Regions from separate parts of the Ovis aries genome. Here region 2 is linked to region 1. The links are chromatin contacts, called in public Hi-C maps. All regions are on one chromosome and are shown on one strand. Each heading gives the region's core, a stretch centred on a gene start, on an enhancer-like site or on the middle of the called end of the contact. The rest is flanking DNA. Distances are from core to core; before and after follow the strand shown.

The links. A called contact is a pair of places that touch in the nucleus more often than the background predicts.
Region 2: a Hi-C map of liver shows a contact between it and region 1, with 5 times the contacts expected there. The contact joins two enhancer-like sites. A contact is called at or near these places in 6 of 16 Hi-C or Micro-C datasets (hypothalamus, liver, mesenteric adipose tissue and 3 more).

Annotation. Positions count from the first base shown.
Region 1 is chr6:36,385,373-36,391,754 of ARS-UI_Ramb_v3.0, forward strand. The region is part of intron 1 of FAM13A (family with sequence similarity 13 member A); the gene reads left to right. Among named protein-coding and RNA genes, the nearest start is that of FAM13A, 34 kb to the left of the region's middle. Within about 2 kb of position 1,544, at least 1 of the 54 cell types and tissues checked has an H3K27ac peak or open chromatin away from gene starts, as enhancers often do. A contact at or near this core is called in liver, where this site is marked.
Region 2 is chr6:36,597,861-36,604,810 of ARS-UI_Ramb_v3.0, forward strand. The region is part of intron 8 of FAM13A (family with sequence similarity 13 member A); the gene reads left to right. Among named protein-coding and RNA genes, the nearest start is that of NAP1L5, 140 kb to the right of the region's middle. Within about 2 kb of position 4,496, at least 11 of the 54 cell types and tissues checked have an H3K27ac peak or open chromatin away from gene starts, as enhancers often do. A contact at or near this core is called in liver, where this site is marked.

The sequences.
Region 1 (6,382 bases), core at 294-2,793:
TGGTGGGCTGCCTGGCGTCTACGGACTCGCACAGAGTTGGACACAACTGAAGTGACTTAGCAGCAACAGCAAGGTACCACACACAGAGAAGGCGATGGCACCCCACTCCAGCATTCTTGCCTGGAAAATCCCATGGAGGGAGGAGCCTGGTAGGCTGCAGTCCATGGGGTTGTGAAGAGTCGGACAAGACTGAGCAACATCCCTTTCACTTTTCACTTTCATTCATTGGAGAAGGAAATGGCAACCCACTCCAGTGTTCTTGACTGGAGAATCCCAGGGATGGGGGAGCCTGGTGGGCTGCCATCTATGGGCTTGCACAGAGTCAGACACAACTGAGCAAGCAGCAGCAGCAAGACACCGCACAAAGTAAGGGGGAAAAGATGAGATAGGTTTACCTACTTGGAAAGGGTTTAAATGGGACAAAAAGACCACCCTCCCCATGTTACATAATGTTCATCTTTCCTGTCTTTCTTGCCTTCTTGGCCATATCAACCTTCTTTGATCGTGTTACATTTTTGAAGACCAGTATTGAGTGTGAGCTGGCTCAGCAGGTGGAGTGTATCTGGAGCCAGCACAACTTGCTCTGTCGTCAGGGGCAAGTGTGCCTAGGTATAAGTGTAACTTACCAAGACACCACTGCACAGCTATGAATTTTTATGTGCATATCTCAGGCAGAAAGCGCATGGGGCCAGAATGGGTAAAATCAATGGGCGACTTAGTAAAGACATAAATATTTGGTGTCTCATAAATGTCAGGTGCTTAACTTGGTTCTTTCATCTCTTTTTAATCATCTTCCATCTTTTTCTTTGTAGAATATGTCTACCAAGCTAGCCTATGTCCTTATGTACTGTCAATACTTAGTTCTATCTGTTCTCCTTACAGTTTCTCTTGTTCTCAATTTAGCTGAACCAAATCTTCCTAAATAATACAGCAAACAAATATTATGTAAGAGCAGAGTTTCAAGACCATCAGAGATATCCTCTTGGTAGTTTCTAGTTTGATTATTTGGTACCAATTTCCTCCCATGCAGACTACATTTAGGTTTTTTAAATGCCATAATGAATTTAATTTTTTTAAGCTTTATTTGAGATTTTTGAAAAGCATGGGCTTTGTTTGGAGCCTGGCATACCTGAGTTTAAATATTGGTTATGTTACTATACTCTGATCTCAGACATTATTGAGCAGTATGCTACCTTGATAGTATATTTTGGGGACTATTTGACCATCTGTTTAACTTCTTAGCATAATTTCTGTCATCTAGTAGGCAACCCTGGTGGCTCAGATGGTAAAGAATCTGCCTGCAATCCGGGAGACCTGCGTTTGGTCCCTGGGTTGGGAAAATCCCCTGGAGGTGGGCATAGCAACCCATTCCAATATTCTTGCCTGGAGAATCCTCACAAGCAGAGGAACCTGGTGGGCTACAGTCCAGGGGGTCTCAAAGAGCTGGACACAACTGAGCAACTAAGCACAGCACAACAGCACAGCAGGTAGCCGTTTGGACAGAAGGGATCATGTCTTATTTGCATTACTTGCTTTTTGCTCAGGACTGGGCAGTAGTAGTTGTTCAGTAAACATTTGCACAGACAGGTCAGTCATGGCCTAGGTTTTGCAGTTCCCTGGGTATATTTTATTTTTGAAGATCTTCCAGAATCTGAGAGTGTATCTGCAAAGGCATCTGTCTTCTTGGTGGTATCTTTTTGTGTAAATGCAGTTTTCTATTAACAAAAATTAGCAGGACAATTATAAATGTTTTGTACTTTTAACTGTTTGAGTCTCCAATTGAATATCTCAGGAATTCTTACTGTGAAATTACATGTAGTGAAAAGATCTCACACATCCATTCCATCTCAGATGATGTTCAGTCTGGTCAATGCATAGCTTTCCCTCAGGTGGGCATGTAATCTGCTTCGATCAAGGTAACTAGCACTGCATGTTCCAGTAGATAAACCTTGAAATCTCAGTAGCTTGAGGCATGAAAATTAAACTACTCAGAGTCTCATGCAAGTTGTCAGAACCTCTCTCCCATCTGGTGGCTCTGGTATGTAGGCTTCCTCCATTCTGTGATCTATTAATTATCTTAGCATATTAGCATGTATCCCCTAAGTTATATCAGGGAAAGAAATGGAGGAGTCACACATGCATTTTATCTGTCTCACTCTGGAAGCAACTCATTACTCTTCTCATGATTCATGGCTTTGAACTAGTCACATGTTCCCACCTAAATGCAAAGATAGTTGGGACATGTGTAAACAAAAAGTCTCCCTGGCCGTAACCTAAATTGCTCAAACCAAACAAAGAGAAGGACATATGGTCCATGATTAGGGTAGCAGTCTGAATGTAAACAATGAATTAAGTACACCAAGTGCTGCTGGCAGATGTGAAGAGAGGAGGCAGCCTAAAGATCTGCTTTTAGTTAATTGATCAGTAAATGGCAAGTACTGGTGACATTCACAAGCCATTGCATCTACCAAGTTAGGCTTCCATTCCTCTCAACGCCTTAGTAGTAGTTTAATGTGTTAGTAAATGTCATTATTATTTCAGCTAGTTCAAGCTGGAATTTCAGTTGCTTGCATCAGAAACAACTAATACACCTCATCATTTGGTGGCTTACTGTTCTGTGGTTTGGGGAAGCTCATCCTGCATTGGAATGAGGCAAGATTTGAAAGGCTGGAGATATGGCTTTGAGTCTTGGCTCAGCCACTTCCTGGCTTGCCCAACATGACCCTGAGCAAGATGTTTAACTTCTCACTTTCCATCTGTCACAAGGGGGTATTCGTAGTTGAACCGGGTTGTTGTGAGAAACCAAACACTAATGTGAAAATACATTGTGAACAGCACAGCATCATAAAATATTATCTTTGTTACATGGCTATCTGCTTGCCTTAAGGTGGTTTCCTTAATACTATCATTATCTGTTTTAAACAATACAAAAGGAACTCTGTAATCTGAAGGGACTATTTATATTATTGGATTTAGATCAAATTTCAAACAGGATTAAACATTTAATTTTGTTTTTTTTTTAAACAATAAACCAAGTACTGAAGAAAACTAGATTAATAGTCAAACAAAGATGTCTCTGTCTTCACATTTAAATTGTGTTGCAAGGAGAATTTTCATCTTTGCCCTTCAGAATCAGAAGTCAAAATAGGTCAATAGCAGAGTGATAGATAAATGTATCTACTCAGTGTGGATAAAGTCAGTAGTATCTAGGTTATTTCAGGGTTTTTTTTTGTTTTTTGTTTTTTTTTGAAAAATGGTTGGCTGTGTGGATGGGTTTAATTTGTTAATACTTGTGCAGAAGATTTTGGGGACATTTTAGTTACAGTGGTGGAAAGTGCAAACTAGCATGGAAGAATTAGGCCAGTTAAGTAGGGAAGACTATACTATAAGGATAACTTTGAGTAACTCTGTTTCATATCCTAAAGCTGTTGTGTCCAGTAGTTTCTGAAATAGAGATCACAAGAAAGCATATTTGAGTTGTTCTCTGTAACGATGAATTGACGATAGTTGATGAAGCGGTAGTATGGCAAGTCATAGCAGAATTGTTTATGTGTCTTATAACTAAATATAAGTTTATTTATCATACAGGTAACAGGCAGTTTGGAGATTTTTGTTTTAAGTTTATCATTCAAAATGAGTGTTCTATGGAAAGATTCTATATGACTTTATTTTATGACAATTCTGAAATATTACAGTTACTCCTTTAAGTTGGGGGAGTTTAGCATATCAGATATTAAAATAACAGGAATTAAAACAGTTTAATAATGACTAGCTACTTGAAGAAAGATAATTGCTGTATTTCTTCCTCTTTCAACTAGAGATGGATCAAAGATAGAAATGTCAAAGTAAAGTCATAAAAATACTAGAATAACACGTGTGAATTTAAAGATTAATTTTGGATCAAGGAATGTGTTTCAAAGGAGACCCAGCCCTGAAGAAAAAGATGGGTGAAGTTTTCTGCCAAATAACCAAAATGTCTGTGCAACACAAATATCAAAAGTTAAATGCCAGAAGGAAACTGCTGCTGCTAAGTCACTTCAGTCATGTCTGACTCTGTGCGACCCTATAGACGGCAGCCCACCAGGCTCCCCCGTCCTTGGGATTCTCCAGGCAAGAACACTGGAGTGGGTTGCCATCTCCTTCTCCAGTGCATGAAAGTGAAAGGAAAGTCGCTCAGTCGTGTCCGACTCTTCGCGACCCCATGGACTGCAGCCTACCAGGCTCCTCCGCCCATGGGATTTTCCAGGCAAGAGTACTGGAGTGGGGTGCCATTGCCTTCTAGAACAGATATTTAAAACACACATGACTTAAACAAGATGAATTATTTTAATATTAAAAAATTCCTACAAATCAGTAGGAAAAAGAAAACCACCCAATTAAAATTAGGCAGAGCTTATGACTAGGAGGCTCACAAACAAGAAACATAAATGCAAATTCACAAAGAAAATTGCTCAATCTCATTCATAGTTAATTCATGAAATTTTTTAATACTCGTGGTTTATAAAATGGGAAACAGGCACTCTCATATGCTATGAATCAAGCTGTAAACCATGAAAACATTTTTGTAGGGCAATGTGGCAATACTTATTAAAATTTATGATTTATACAGTAAGTTAAAGGGAAATTTATTTTGCTTTCATATAATCTAGTAGCAGGAAGCTCCTCTTAACTCTTGGAGGTAGTATTAAAAAAATTACAGCTTCATAAGCCTGTCCATCTAGCAATTGTGCCTCTAAGAATTTATCTTATAGGTATCTGTACAATTATGTAGAAATGTTTGTGTGATTGCTTATTGCTGAAATACTTGTAATATCAAGAACTGTAAATAACCTAAACATCAGTAAATAAGATTGGTTAAGTCAGTTATAGTGTCTTTATAGTATAATATCAGCAAATATATGTGCTAATATGGAAAGGCCTCCAAAATAAGCAAAAGCAAGGTAAATATACAAATAGTATAGTTACATTAGCTTCATATATTTGTGTGTGTGTATATACACACACCCCCACATTTTGTTTATTCATCTTTTGATAAACTTTTGAATGGTAATCTTTACTTTTTGACTGTTGTGAGTAATGCTACTATGAACATTGGTCTACAGGTACCTGTTTTAGTTCCTGATTTTACGGTATATACTCGAAGTGTAATTGATGGATCATACAGTAATTCTATATTTAACTTTTTGAGGAACCTCTATTTGCCATAGTGCTATATCATTTTACATCGTCACCAGCAATGCATTAAGGGTTCCAATTTTTCTACATCCTATGCCAAAGCCTTTGACTGTGTGGATCACAATAAACTGTGGAAAATTCCAAAAGAGATGGGAATACCAAACCACCTGACCTGTCTCTTGAGAAACCTGTATGCAGGTCAGGAAGCAACAGTTAGAACTGGACATGGAACAGCAGACTGGTTCCAAATAGGAAAAGGAGTATGTCAAGGCTGTATACTGTCACCCTGCTTATTTAACCTATATGCAGAGTACATCATGAGAAACGCTGGGCTGGATGAAGCACAAGCTGGAATCAGGATTGCCAGAGAAATATCAAGAACCTCAGATATGCAGATGACACCACCCTTATGGCAGAAAATGAAGAACTAAAGAGCCTCTTGATGACAGTGAAAAAGGAGAGTGAAAAAGTTGGCTTAAAGCTCAACATTCAGAAAACGAAGATCATGGCATCTTGTCCCATCACTTCATGGCAAATAGATGGGGAAACAGTGGAAACAGTGACTGACTTTATTTTTCTAGGCTCCAAAATCACTGCAGATGGTGATTGTAGCCATGAAATTAAAAGATGCTTACTTCTTGGAAGGAAAGTTATGACCAACCTAGACAGCATATTCAAAAGCAGAGACATTACTTTTCCAACAAGGTCCATCTAGTCAAGGCTATGGTTTTTCCAGTGGTCATGTATGGATGTGAGAGTTGGACTATAAAGAAAGCTGAGTGCCGAAGAATTGATGCTTTTGAACTGTGGTGTTGGAGAAGACACTTGAGAGTCCCTTGGATTGCAAGGAGATCCAACCAGTCCATTCTGAAGGAGATCAGCCCTGGGTGTTCATTGGAAGGACTAATGTTGAAGCTGAAACGCCAATACTTTAGCCACCTGATGTGAAGAACTGACTCCTTTGAAAAGACCCTGATGCTGGGAAAGATTGAGGACAGGAGGAGAAGGGGACAACCGAGGATGAGATGGTTGGATGGCATCACTGACTCAATGGACATGGGTTTGGATGGACTCCGGAAGTTGGCAATGGACAGGGAGGCCTGGCTTGCTGCAGTTCATGGGGTTGCACAGAGTTGGACACGACTGATTGACTGAACTGAACTGAACCCAGCTCTTTATTTTCTGATTTTTTTGATAGTAACTATCT
Region 2 (6,950 bases), core at 3,246-5,745, 220 kb after region 1:
GAATTAACAGTGGATGAGGGAAAGAATAACTTTAAATACCAGTTAAGAGAAACTCATGCTCACTCATGTTTGTATTGAGCAGAGAGCCCAGTGCTTCTCATACTTTAGCTGCATGAGAATTACCTAGGGAACTTATTTTAAAATCAGTGTCTTGTTGCTCCTCTCTTTCCCTAGACTTACTGAATCTGAATCTGGGTGTGACAGGGAAGTATCAACATTTTAACAAGCTTCCTGAAAGTAAATATGGTACAAATGGTCCACACACTCAGAGAAACACTGATCTAAACTCTAGTTAATGATTATAACTTACATAAAGCCATTGACAGCAGGTATATATAAGATACTAACACAATACTACTCAACATCCCCAAATACACATTGAATATCAGGACCTTATGTGAAGTGTCTTTGTCTTAATTGATGTTTTCATTTACTAGACGGTCAGTGTTACCTATTAAAAGATACTTACAGTGTTTTTTAATGTTTTCTTTATGACCAAATACTACTCTGTATTGCCAGTGATACTAAGGGAATGAAGACATAGTTCTGCTTCAGAGAGCTCACATGCTAGTGAGGACGCAGACACATGACCAGACAATTACAATACTTGTGGTGGATTTGGTAATGGACATTATAATTAACATAATAATAGAGATGTACCTGCATGGATAATATTACCCTATGTTTTATTTAACCTCATATAAGTGTATGATCTTTTTAGAGGGCATGTTTGTTCCCCAGTGTCTGCTTAGCTTATAATTCCCATGAGAGACTTTTTAGCCTTTCTTAGCATGTTGTGAAAGTGTATAGAAGATAAATTTGTTACTGCTAATCAGTAACTAAGATGAGAATAACAGATTGAAGGCTAAGAATGAAGTAAAATACTTTGGTTCCCTTCAATGTGTTTTACTATCTGTTTATAACTTAACATAATTTGCAGACTTTCTCCAGGATGGAAGTGACTATGTTGAAACACCATTTTTAGAAAAACTGCAAAGGCTGAATGTTTAAAATTTGATCCTCTGTAAAGAACTCAGTTCTTAAAGTTCACTGCAAAATGACTTAAACTAATGATAGAACTTATAGTACATCTATTGAGATGGTTAAATTATTCCAGTTATTTTCAGAAATACTAAATTATTTGTACTGTATAGCATTGTATTGATATTCTTGCCAACTAAAAAAGTGCTCCCAAGGAAATAGAATAATATTAGAATTAAGTAGAGAAACTATATAAAGAATTGAAAGAAGTTTTTTCTCAGGTACTAAATTTACCTTCAGGGTTTACCTGGTGGCTCAGTGCTAAAGACGCTTACCTGGTGAGCTCAGTGGTAAAGAATTCGCCTACCAGTGCAGGAGATGCGAGTTCATTTCCTTGGTTGGGAAGATCCCGTGGAGAAAGAAGTGGCAATCTACTTCAGTATTCTTGCCTGGAAAATCTTGTGGACAGAGGAGCCTGGAAGGCTACAATCCATGGGGTCACAAAAGAATCAGACAAGACTTAGCGACTAAACAACAACAAATTTACTTTCTGTCACTAAAGAGATAGTTTATTAGACTCTAGACTTCACTTATACCTCAAGCTCCTTTCGTGATTCATATTCCATTGTATTTTTTTCCTTGGATGTTTGGAGCCTCACCTCCAAAATGGTGAGGATCTCCATTTTATATGTAGAAGATTTCAGTGAGCTAAGAAATAGCCTTTACTCACTCTTATGTCCATGACAAAGCTCTCAACTTCACAGCAGTATTTTGATTTGCTAGGCTAACTTTCAGATAGTCACTAACTCATCTTATGGCCACAAAAACTAATGATGGAAGATGAAGTTAAGTGCACTAATGACTAGTCTAGATTCCTTTGATTTTAATGCATCGTCATCTGCTTTCACATCCCTTTTTCCATTTGATTTATTTATGAAAGTGGGAAACTGAGATGAATAATGTCAGTATAACTCTCTTTTCATTACTTCATCAAGCAAATTATGATATTCAATATACATTATTGAATATTTATTTCATGATGGTGAAATATACCAAATTGCAAATTGCAGTGGCTCTTTAAGATTTATAGTGACAGTATTAATTAACATATATTAGTGACCCAGCATGGGAAAATGTCACTGAACCTCTTATCAACAGAATCCATTTGGCCTTTCTAAGTATCGGTTTTCGGAATATTCTTTTGCAAACAAGTAAACGTTGGTCACTTGGGATGATGGGGGACTTAACCAAGGAACAACCCCGGCAATAATGGGCCAGCTTGTGAATCTCCTGTGTGATGTTAGAGAGCCCTCTACTGTTTGTGGTGGTGACGCCTTAGGTTAATTTATCTGAAAACTCATGCTATTCCAAACTTGTTTGCACTTTGATAGCACTCAGCCTCCCCAGCCTTCCCTTCTATGACCCACCTCAGTCTCAGAGGGAGTTAAAAGCTGCCTTACCTCCAGTCTGGGTTAACCCTTCTGGGGTTGAGTATCTGAACTTTGATTTCATCACCAGTGTGGTCTGCATTTGGTAGTAATGAGAACGAGTGAGAACAAGGGAGACCTCCATGGGCTCTGCTGTCATGAGATGGTTGCAGTGGCTCTGAAGCCTAAATATTTGCTGTTTACCCCAAACCAAGAAGCTAGTGTGAATTAAAGTGACGGTTATTCTTAAGTTTTAGAGAGATCACCCTGTCTAAAGTACTGGGTAAAAAAGAAGAGGTACTAGAGAGTCAGCAGATAACAGTGGGGAAAGCAATGAAAGATAGTAAACGCGCCGTCAAGAAACGTATCCAGATATCCAGACACTGACAGTGAGTTAGCCATGTGAATTTGGGCAAGTCATTTTCTTTACCTATGAAGTAGGGGTGATAATGCCTAACATACTTACTTAGAGGGGAAATTTTGTAGTTAAAGAATATTATAGTTCTTTGTAAATGATAAAACTATTCAAATTCATATACTAGAGCTTTAGTCCCTAGGGTGATGGTATGTTAAAGTGGGACCTTTGGGAATAATTAGGTTTGCATGAGCTCATGGAGGTGGGACTCCCATGATAGGATTGGTGCCCTTACGAGGAGATAAAAGTACCAGAGCACAGTCTCCCCGTCCACCAACCCCATCCAGGTGGAGGTACAGCAAGGAGATGGCAGTCTGCACGCCAGAGAGAGCTCTCAGCAGAACCTGACCGTGCTGGCACCCTGATCTCAGGCTTCCAACCTCTGGAAATGTGAGAAGTCAGTGTTTCTGTTGTTGAAGCCACCCCATCTGTGGCACCTTGTTATAGCAAGCCATTAAGAATGGTTGTAAAGTGAAAGTGTTAGTTGCTAAGTTGTGTCTGAGTCTTTGCAACCCCATGGGCTGTAGCCTGCCAGGCTCCTCTGTCCTTGGGATTCTCCTGGCAATAATACTAGAGTGGGTAGCCATTCCCTTCTCCAAGGGATCTTCCCAAACCAGGGATTGAACCCAGGTCTCCTGCACTGCAGGCAGATTCTTTACCGTCTGAGCTACCAGGGTAATAATTGAAAAAAATTAGTTAAAAAAAAAAATTTCCTATTCCCTCTGGCAGGTATCACCTATTCCTTTGTGTTTGTTTCAGAGCCAAAGATTAGGAAATATTTCAATGTGTTTGCTGATGTTCTAAAAATATTCTCTTATCCATTAATATCAACCCACTCAAAAAAGAAACTTACTGTATATTACGTTCTAAATTGCTGCCTCCCGAAGGCGATCTTGCTGTATCTGTAATAATGATAAATAGCACTTTGCTGAACAAGAATCTCAGAGACAAATGAAAGCTTCCAGCTGCCTTGAAAACAGTTTTGTGACTAAACCAAAATTTTCTTTAAGCTCCACACAAAGCTTTGGGTTTGCAATGAAGTGAAAAAAATTTCTTTTCCTGCTCTCAAGCCAGAACAAACAGATAGAGTATGTGGCAAGCCCGTATTCAAACATTGCCTTGCCCGAACATATCCTTTTCTGGGTTCACAGTACCCTACAAAAAGTGTAGTGTTTACATTACTGGCACAATGGCAGCACTCCCACATCTAACTGTGCAGTGGGAGAAAATAAATTCTCTAAATAAGGGTGGGAGAAAGCCCATGGCACAGTTGCAGTTCCATTAAGTTTGGAATAACAGGGAACAAAATAACTTAAAATAATCAACATACAGCTATCTGAGAATGCATCCAGTTGGGAAATTTAATTTTACAAATTATAAACGGGGTATGTTTTCACAATGCATAATCACACGGTCATGTCAGGATTCAGCATGGTCTGAGCGATGCTGATTTTATTCCTCAGCCACTGACAGAACACCCAGAATGTTCTGGGTACCTTGCAAGGTGCTGCAGGGGACAAAGATAAAGACCAGTCCAGGAGGTGAAGCCAGCTTCCAAACTCTGGAATCTGTGGCATCATGTGCTGGGCACTGGTTTATGGTTGTGGACAGAGTGTCTGGGAACCTGCATGGAGAAGTCTCTCCCCTCTCCAGGGTGATGGAGATGGCCTCCCAGATTAGATGACATTTGAGCTGAGAGATGAAGTATTTACCAGACAGAGAGAGAAGTGCCGGAAGCATTCAAGACAGAGGGAACAGCACGTACAGACAGGGTTACGAAAGTGCAGTGCGAGGTTGATGGAAGCTCGCTGCCCTTGTGTGCCAGGTTTGGACATCTGGACTTCACCCCAAAGACAAAGAGGAAACAGGAGAGGGTTTCAGGTTAGGAAGATAAATCTGATGGGAGTATTAAGGATAAACTGGTCTGGATGGCAGGGGAAAATGAGTATTGCCACTGTGAGGGACTAAAGCGGTGGAAATGGAAAGGAAAGGTCAGATTCAAGAGATTTGTCTCTTTTTGAGATAGAATCAGTGCAGTTTGGTGACCGACCATGAGTAGGAGTGAGGGATTTTTTTTTTTTTTTTTAAGGAGAGCAGTTGGCTGTTAATGCAACTGAAATTATTATAACAGGAATGAGGACTCTGTCCAGTGACTTCTAAACGCATCTCCAGCCAGGATCCCCTGTAAAGTACGATGTGAGACTCTCAGCTGTGTCAGCTGGTCCACAGGTAGTAATAGTTTCCTTTTTACTTTCTCACTATAGGAAAAGATTGAAGAGACAGAAGGTAAAGCAGCCCCACCCCTCCCTGCTTAAAAGCTTTGCATCCTGTTGCTGGCAGGCACACACCCTCACCAGTCCCCTCCAGTTCCCTAGAGATTGAACAGTGTTCATTAGAAGGGCATCCAGGGACAGAACTAGCTGGGTAGAGGGACGGAAACAGAGTAAGGTGCTCCCTAGTTCCTTCCAAGTATACTAGTTCTTTGAATCGAAGAGACAGAATATAGGTGATAAAGAATGTCGTGGTCATTAGTAATCTCTAGAAGCTCCCAGTTGTGTCTGACTCTTTTTCACCCCATGGACTGTAGACCGCCAGGCTCCTCTGCCCATGGAAGTTTCTAGGCAAGAATACTGGAGTGGGTAGCCATTTCTTACCCCAGGGACTCTTTCCAGCCAAGAAATTGAACTCACATCTCTTGCATCTTCTACATTAACAGGTAGATTCTTGACCACTAGCGCAACCTGGGCAGCCCAGGTCAGTAAGGAAGGCAAAATCAAAAAAAGCCATGGGTCCCTGAGTCTCCTTCTTGACACCATCCTGTGGTATAAGCAGGAAAAGAATATTGAAGAGACCTGGAAATCCTCTATCAGCTCCCCCATGCTCACCTAGAATGACTTTCTCACATCTATATTGCTAGGTGTATCTGGACCTGCTTTCTCTCTGATTTTATCTGTGATCCGGGCTCAACAAAATCTGTACCTTTTTTGGCCCAGAGCTGATTCTGACAGTGAAGCAGAGAAGAAAAGAGTGTTTGCTGTCTGTCCTATGAGAATGTTGATCTTAATTCAGCAGCATTCATTGTGCATTAATTATGCCTCAAGCCAGGGAGATGTGTGTTTAGCATAGCATTTTTCAACTGTGGGTCATGACCTTTTGGTGGTCATAAAACCAATTTAGCGGATTGTGACCAGTGTTTTATATAACTTTATATCCGTGAAATATGACAAAATAGAAAATATCCAAAGTAAGAATAATGCTATGAAGTGTTTGTCTCTTTTATGTGTCTGCGTACTGTCACAATGTAAAATGTGTTTCTAACTGGGTCGTGGCCAAAGTTTTTCAAAACACTGACTCTGGAGTGCTTATTGAGGATACTTTATTTGAATGAGAGGTTAGTACAGGCCTGGAAGTCAAATCCCCATGTCAGTGTGAGAAACCGATTCTAGTCTTAGCCATCCTACAAATGAAATTCCAGAGTATAACCTATGTGTAAGATGGAGACACTTTTGTTAGGCAGGTTCTTAATTCTGGATTTGGGGGGGGCGGAATATTTTTAGTAGAATTGTTAGTTTCCCAGCACAGCTGTGACAGAACACCACCAACAGGGTAGCTGAGAATAACAGAAATTTATTGTCTCACTGTCCTCAGTTCAGTTCAGTCGCTCAGTTGTGTCCGACTCTTTGCGACCCCATGAATCTCAGCAAGCCAGGCCTCCCTGTCCATCACCAACTCCCGGCGTTCACTCAGACTCACGTCCATCGAGTCAGTGATGCCATCCAGCCATCTCATCCTCTGTCGTCCCCTTCTCCTCTTGCCCCCAATCCCTCCCAGCATCAGAGTCTTTTCCAATGAGTCAACTCTTTGCATGAGGTGGCCAAAGTACTGGAGTTTCAGCTTTAGCATCATTCCCTCCAAAGAAATCCCAGGGTTGATCTCCTTCAGAGTGGACTGGTTGGATTTCCTTGCAGTCTCACTGTTCTAGAGGCCAGAAATCCCAAATTAACATGTTGGCAGGGCTGGGCTCCCTCAAAAGACACTGGGAAATGAGTTATCCCTGGCCTCTCTCCTTACTTCCAGGAGTTTTTGGTTGGTGGCAACACAATTCCAGTGTTCACATGGTGTGCTAC